Regions from separate parts of the Mus musculus genome. Here region 1 is linked to region 2. Evidence: chromatin contacts called from public HiCAR-type data. All regions are on one chromosome and are shown on one strand. The core of a region is the stretch at or near the end of the contact, and the rest is flanking DNA. Distances in the headings are between cores, read along the strand shown.

Evidence for each region. HiCAR-type assays count read pairs that join an accessible place to other places.
Region 1: a contact with region 2 is called in a HiCAR-type map of Th17 cells, with 2.3 times the contacts expected there. The contact joins two enhancer-like sites. A contact is called at or near these places in 3 of 484 Hi-C or Micro-C datasets (CD4 T cells and nephron progenitors), 4 of 115 datasets of contacts at active chromatin or transcription factors (CD8 T cells, Th17 cells, bone marrow-derived dendritic cells and 1 more) and 1 of 9 other capture datasets (embryonic stem cells).

Annotation. Positions count from the first base shown.
Region 1 is chr10:96,237,210-96,240,656 of GRCm38.p6, reverse strand. The region is part of intron 1 of 4930459C07Rik (RIKEN cDNA 4930459C07 gene); the gene reads right to left. All of the region lies in intron 2 of Gm40747 (a long non-coding RNA gene), which reads left to right. Among named protein-coding and RNA genes, the nearest start is that of 4930459C07Rik, 13 kb to the right of the region's middle. Within about 2 kb of position 2,171, at least 87 of the 459 cell types and tissues checked have an H3K27ac peak or open chromatin away from gene starts, as enhancers often do. A contact at or near this core is called in CD8 T cells and Th17 cells, where this site is marked.
Region 2 is chr10:96,397,431-96,400,912 of GRCm38.p6, reverse strand. No RefSeq gene overlaps it. Among named protein-coding and RNA genes, the nearest start is that of Gm33782, 90 kb to the right of the region's middle. Within about 2 kb of position 2,157, at least 102 of the 459 cell types and tissues checked have an H3K27ac peak or open chromatin away from gene starts, as enhancers often do. A contact at or near this core is called in CD8 T cells and Th17 cells, where this site is marked.

The DNA.
Region 1 (3,447 bases), core at 922-3,421, 160 kb after region 2:
ATAATAACATGTTTTCCTCCGTGTTTCTAGTGAGCTAATATTTCAGCCTTCTGAAGTTTATTTTGATCACCAGTTATTAACTTGTGGTATTTAGTTGAATTTTTCAAAACAATAAAAAATTAGAATATTAAATAATATATACTAAATAGTTTCTTATTACTTTTTATAAAATATCCTGTGATTCTGTGTGTGTGTGTGTGTGTGTGTGGTGAGTGAGCACAAGCATTCTCATTCCCAGGGAGGTGTATCTCAATGGAGGCCAGAGGAAGGCATCAAGCACCCTGTTTTGTTGTCCTCTGCCTTATTTACCAGGCTGGTGGCCAGCAAGCCCCAGTGACCCTCTTGTTTTCTGTCCTCCCAGACACTTGGGATTATAGGTGCACATGTGACTGCATCTACTATTTTATATGGATTCTAGGGTTTAAGTCCAGTTTTCATACTTTCACAGAAAGAGCTCTTCCTGACTGAGCCATCACCCTAGCCTTCATATCTGCCTGGTTCCTACAGAGTCATTCATTAGGATTGGTCCTGGACTCACTTCTAATACCAAGGTCTTCAGATGATCCACTCCTTTGCCAGACACTATGTCTCCATGTAACCAGTAGGAGCCTGTATGGAAATAAACACAGCCACCAATATGAGTCTTTCTGCCATGGTGAAATGAACCCTGAGTACTGAGCTACTTCTCCTTCAGCTTTGCCTCATCGTGAACAGACTGGAGGAGTTGAGACCTCCATTCTCTATCTTGTAAGCATAGTTTCAAGACAATGGCTTCCTCCAAAGGGGAGAGATGGGATGCTAGGACAGAGAAAGAAGGCATAGGGAAATGCAAAGTATTGATGCTATTCTGAACCTTGGGTTTGGGGTAGCTTCCTAGGAGAAGATTATTACTGCCTTTTGTAATGCATATGTATATATCTTATTTAGAATATATAACTTTGAATAAAATATAAATTAGAAATAATAAACAAAAACATTCTCAGTGCCAATTTTAAAAAAAATGCACAGGATCATTCAATTAATAATTTCTGTTCCCTTCACCTGGTCTCATTCTTACAATGACAGAAAAAGTACCTACCAAGCCCAAGCCAAGCCTCTCCCAGGGATTGCTGGGAATAAGTTCTGAGAGTTGGCAGATTTACTTAGAGCCCTTTCTTTGTGGTGGAAATGAACTGAAGCATCTTCCTTTAAGAGTTGGCCTTCCTTTTGTGAAAGCAAAGATGTGGGCAAATTTACAAAGAAGGCCATTTTCCTGCAGGTGCTTCCTACACACCGCAAAGGTCAAGAACGCAACTTAGTTCTTTTTCTAATATCCTAAGGGAACTAATGCAGTTCCTTGTACTTAGTAGGTGGACAACTAATTGCAAATCAATGTATGAATGAAGAAGTCTGGCCTCACAGTTTCCAGGAAAACTTGTAAATGTCACTCTTGAAATGGTAACATGATTCGCAACCTACTGAACGCTTCATAATGAACCACCCACAGACAGAGTTTAGTATGAATATCTCCTATGTTCCTCAAATCCTTTGTGACCTATGGACACAATTGTTAAATGTGAGTCATGATCTGGCCACGGCTCCCACACAATGGGTATTTTTAATGCTCCTGCATTTCCTGAAGTCAAGCTTTCAGGAAATGGTTTTTGCAATAATGACCTCACCCTCCCTGTATCCCCTTACCCCCACCACAGAATCCCAGAATAGCTGAACAGGTGTCCAAGTACCTAGAATTACCCAAGAAACTTCACAACCTACCTTCTGTTTTCTGTCAAAGTCACAAAGCTAACTTGTTCCTTAGAGCTCTAAAGGAATATGTCCATGAACCAGGCCTGCTCATATTTATGTGTTATTTATATCTAGATACAGTTTGTTCTTGATGCTGGCAGTATCTGCACAGAACTAAGCCAGTATAACAGTTAAAGTATAGGTTCCAGAATTCAACAGCCCATGGATCCAAATTACACAAGTGACATAAGTCTGTCACTGTGTATACGGCTTTAGGCAAATAATTTGGCCTTTCAGAGCCTCAACAGTCGCATCTGCAAAGTGGGAATATAGAAGCATTTCTTGGACTATGATGAAAAATCAGATAATAGAGCACATGTAAACCACTGGGCTCCTCTTCTGGCACACAGTAAGTGTGGAAGCTTGCCAGTTCTTACGGCTGTGTGGTTTCCCCATCTCTCAAGCCCTGTCATTCACTGGGACAATGTCAACCACATTGTGGTCACCGGGACTGCTTAGCATTCATGGGGGGGCAGGATGCCTTCAGAACCCTCAGCCCCAGTCCAGTCTGAGGAGCACTGTCTAACTACTCTTTTAGAATCAAAGCCCATAAGGAAGCCTACGTGTAAGAACTGAAGGAAGGTTATACTATCTGGGAACACTTCAGTTTCAAAGCAAGCAGAGACGTCCCCCCACATGAGTGGGAAGAGGGGCATTTGTAGTATGACCTAAGCCCCCTGGTAAAAGTCTTTATAGCATTAAACCATGTGGTAAAACTTAATTAGAAGGGATTATATTTTTCAGAGCTCTATTAACTTGGGAACCCAAAGGCAAAGAAGGTTATTAAATGGCCACCCGATTATGGGAAACAAAATCCTGCTAGTCAACCAGACCAGCTGACAAACTTCCCAAGGGCTTATCTGAGACCCTCCAAACAGCACAAGTAACTAACTACTAAGAGGCGAGATCTGACTCATCACAGTTGTCTTGGAAGTCAGACGGTAGTACCTTAGACATCAGGGCAGAGGTTGTGATTCATGCATCATGTCCTCAAGTCACCAACCATCAACTCAGTGGATGAGCACAAAGAAAGCTGTCCCAGAAGCCCCTAAGAATGACTTCACTACTCATTGTCACAGATCACAGAGTGCTATCCTCATGGCAAGGTTGAGAAACACGGCGGTAGTCATCATCTGGGCACTGGCAATCAGTGATCCACTAGTTGGCTCAGACTGAGGCAAAATTTTGGTGGGCATTTCATGAAAATAGACCCCTTGAGGTCTCCTGTTTCAGAAGATTGAGGATCAACAACAAAAGAACATCAATCCATACCTAAATGGCATTTCACAGCCCTCAAAATAATAAGCTGTCTACGTAGACTGCTGAGAGATGCTTCCAGCAGTTAACACTCACTGGCTGTCCCAGGAAGAGAACAATTCCTAAGGTCTCTCTATGAAGGGCAGCACTTTACATAAGAAATGGCCAGTGTATAATCTTACTTAGCTTTATTCTTCCTGGACCCAGTATCGGGAGCTACCTTTTGCCCTTACTTGGGGGAAATAAGAAATAAGGCAATTAATACTTCCATGAATAAACAAGGAGGATTAGTGCAAAGCACAAGTACCTCTCCAGTTTTCATGAGGATAACCTACTCTACATGACCACAAGCAGGGCGTATTAGACATCTGAGCATCATTTTCCTTACCCGCAAATCTTTTCTCG
Region 2 (3,482 bases), core at 908-3,407:
CCATAAACATGTGACAATAATTGACTTGCAACCGGGGACTTTCCAAGACACCTATACTCTAGTTGTTCTCAGAAAACAACCCAAGTTCAATGGTCTGAGTCTGAGAGGTCGTCAAGTGACTGAACTGTTTTTTTCAGTTAATGGTTGCAATTTGTGCCCACAGCATGTTGAAAGCTCAATTCTCCCCCTATACTCCAAACTATATATATGTGTATATGCATATTTATACATACATATATAAACAACACACATCCACACGGGGATGCGTAGTATTTAAACATATACACACTCAACTAGTGCCATATTTGTTCCTACCATTAAGCAAGAGCAGAGTTGTACTGTGGGGCTTTCTACCTGGATGATGCTCACTGGCAACCTGCACACACTGTTCCTAAGCCCTTGCCCTGCAACATGGGAAGGCACACTGAGAATGTAATGCTCCCGCACATGCTCACAGATAGCACTTGGTCATGATGGTAACATCTGAGAATTTGTTACAGCTTTATTCTAGCTTTCCTTAAACAATAGTCATATCTGTTAGTTCATGGGAACAAAGCTTCCTGACCTCCACCCACACCCCTACAACTTCACATTATGCCCCAGTTGGTGGCCTTTATGTTCCTAGCAGGGACAGTGGTGGGTGTTTGTTTATTAAAGCATCTGTGATTGAGGCAGCAGGTGAGAATGTCTAATTCTAGTTGCAGCTGGCCTTGAATCCAATGCAGAGGGCAACCTCTGTTGGTGTATCAGTTAACCCAACAGGAAGGCAGAAGAAAGGAAGGGTAGGCACGGAGGCCATTTGTTCTGTTCAACTACCGCAGCTCTTCAGACAAGAGGAAGATGGCTAGTGCTTAAGATTTCTGTCCATCTGTTCCTTGGAAATGTTGTCATATATAAATGAAAGGACCACTCGGGTCTTCCCCTGCCTGTGACATTGGCACCAGGACACGCCCTCTGCACAATGGCTCTTGTTGAAGGCAGAGCCCCCAGGAAACCTGTCACCCCAAACAACTGTCACATTCTGTTGCGATCAGTCATAGAAAGAATGGCAGTGCCCTCCCCACCAGCACTGGGGATGGGTTGATGGTCACAAGACTGAAAAGACCTTGCCTTGTCTGCCAACAACAGGGGTCTGTGCAGCTGCCCGGCCCAGGCAGCTGGGGCTGCTGGAGGGTCTTCCCGCCCACTTCCTGTGTCTGGCTTTGATTTCTTGAAGGGCAGATGGTCTTACTCCAGTATCCTCCCGGTTAAGCCAGACAAAAACAAGTCCAAAGCTGCCCTTGCCTGTCTGTCGCTCCTCCGGCTTTGTGTCACCCTATTCTGAGGTATCTGCATCCAGGTCTTTCTGTTTTAGAAAGCTCTGGTAGGGAAGCAAAGACCAGGAGGCAAAATGTGTAGATAATAAAAGAGAACTCCAAATAATTTTTGCTTGGAAATAACATATTGGAAGGCAGGTCTTCTTTTGTTGCTATTTGTTCTTTTGAGGTAGGCTCTCCTGTGGCTCAGGCTAGCCTCAAACGTGCTCTGTAGCTAAGGATAACCTTGAATTTACAACCCTCCCATCTCCACCTCCTGCTTGTTGGGGATTACTGATCGGTGTCTCCATGCCCAGTGTATGAAACGCTAGGGATCCAGACTCACCTGAGTCTGGCCTGCGGGACTGGGGTGGGGCCTGAGCATTGGGAGTTTGAGGAGCTGCCCCAGTTACTCTAATCTGCAGCAGAGCTAGAGAATCTGATCCCAGCTAAGGGTTTTCAAAGTTGACTGAGCATCAAAAGCCATGAGGGGGAGACTAGGAAAGCTGAGAGCACTCAGTGCCCTTCCCACCTTGAAATTGAGTTGTGCTGGAGCCTGGGTATATGCAGTTTCCTCCCTCCCTCCCATCGTCCCTCTCTTGTTTCCCCCCTATTCTTCCCTCCCTCTTTCTCTTCCCTTCCAAGGATTTCATTGGTGTCTTTTATCGCTAATACGTTGTCTTGTTTTTCCTGGTAAATTTTTTTCATAGTTAACAACCACATCTGTTGGTGGCACGTAACATGATGGCTTGCTGTACGCACAGGTTGTGGAATGGCTCCATTGAGCTCCTTCACATGTGTGCTGTCTCAAGCTTGCCTTTCTCCTTTCTCACCAGCACCCGCCCACACCTTCAGTCCCTCCCTAAGCTGCGGTCCTAAGTCACATGCTGAACTGTCTGACTTCAGACTTCACCAGCCCCATTCCCTCAAGCTTGGTGCAATGCACGGCTGTTAACTAATTTGCATGTCTCTTTTTCACAGTAAAATCTAACTAGCTCCTTTAGAAAGAAAAAAAAAAACCAAAACCAACCAACAACAACAACAATACCATCTTTCTCTGGTTTTTCTGCATTATATGGCAGATGTTCAATTACTGGTTGTGCATTGAGTAAATCAGGGTTGGTTTTGACAGTGAAAGACAAGCACGCAGGAAAGGTCCAGCCATCTATGGCATCTGATCTAATAACAGCCCCGCATTTCAGAGCATTCGTCTAGAGGAGGAGTTTCTGTGTCTTGGGATGTGGTGGGAGGGCTGGCATGGCAAAGCACTCGTCAGAACACCAGAATAAAAAAGGCTTTATGCATAAGCAGATTGTATGACATTACATCAACAACTCTCCTTTTAAAACTGGCATTTAATGAGTATCTCTATCAATAAAGGCCTTTTAAGAGCTCTCCATAAAATGTTGTGAAAAACGAGAACGTTTAAAATCCAGGCCAACAATGAGCCCCATTCACACGGCTTCCTCACACGCTTTCTCCAGTGTCCTGGGCTCAAACAGCCTCACTTATTCTCCGCCGGCGAAGTTGGCACATGCTAACCATATTGATTGTCTGATTACAAATAGAGCCCGTGGCAATGAGGGCTTACAAGAGGAACCCATTTGTCCCTCTGGGTTATACATGGATGTCAGACTTAATACACGTTCAACCACAGAGCAATGGAACCAGGTAGGAAAGTGTGATTCCCAGGGAAATTAGACTCCTGGGGTGAACAATAACTTCGTTGTTTCACGGGAACCTTTCGGAGCCATTCCAAAGAGATGTTTAAACAAGGGTTTACTAATCCTTACTAATTTCTAAAGTAGCTACTCTCCAGGAAGAACGGGCTGTCTCTTGTTCTTCATTGATCGATAGAACATTTAACAGCAACAATGTGAGGTTATACAGCCAGAGCTCTTTTGGAGTCTAAAACCCAGAACTGGCAATGAGATATTTTGGCAGAGGGATAGAATTTGCATGGGAGTAGGGAGTCAGTTGCTTTTATTTCTGTGGCCTTCTGCTCAGATGACCACTGAAAGGCAGGTTTGTCCCTGTGATGCAGAAACCAGTCCCTGGAACGGTACCCTGGTGCTATCATTAACGATATCAGGGAAAACCTGATATGAGAGCTCCTTTGAGTTTCTGGTCAAAATGGTTTCACTGTAGCTCCGTGCCTCTCCACGCCTCTGTTTCCTACCATTGGGT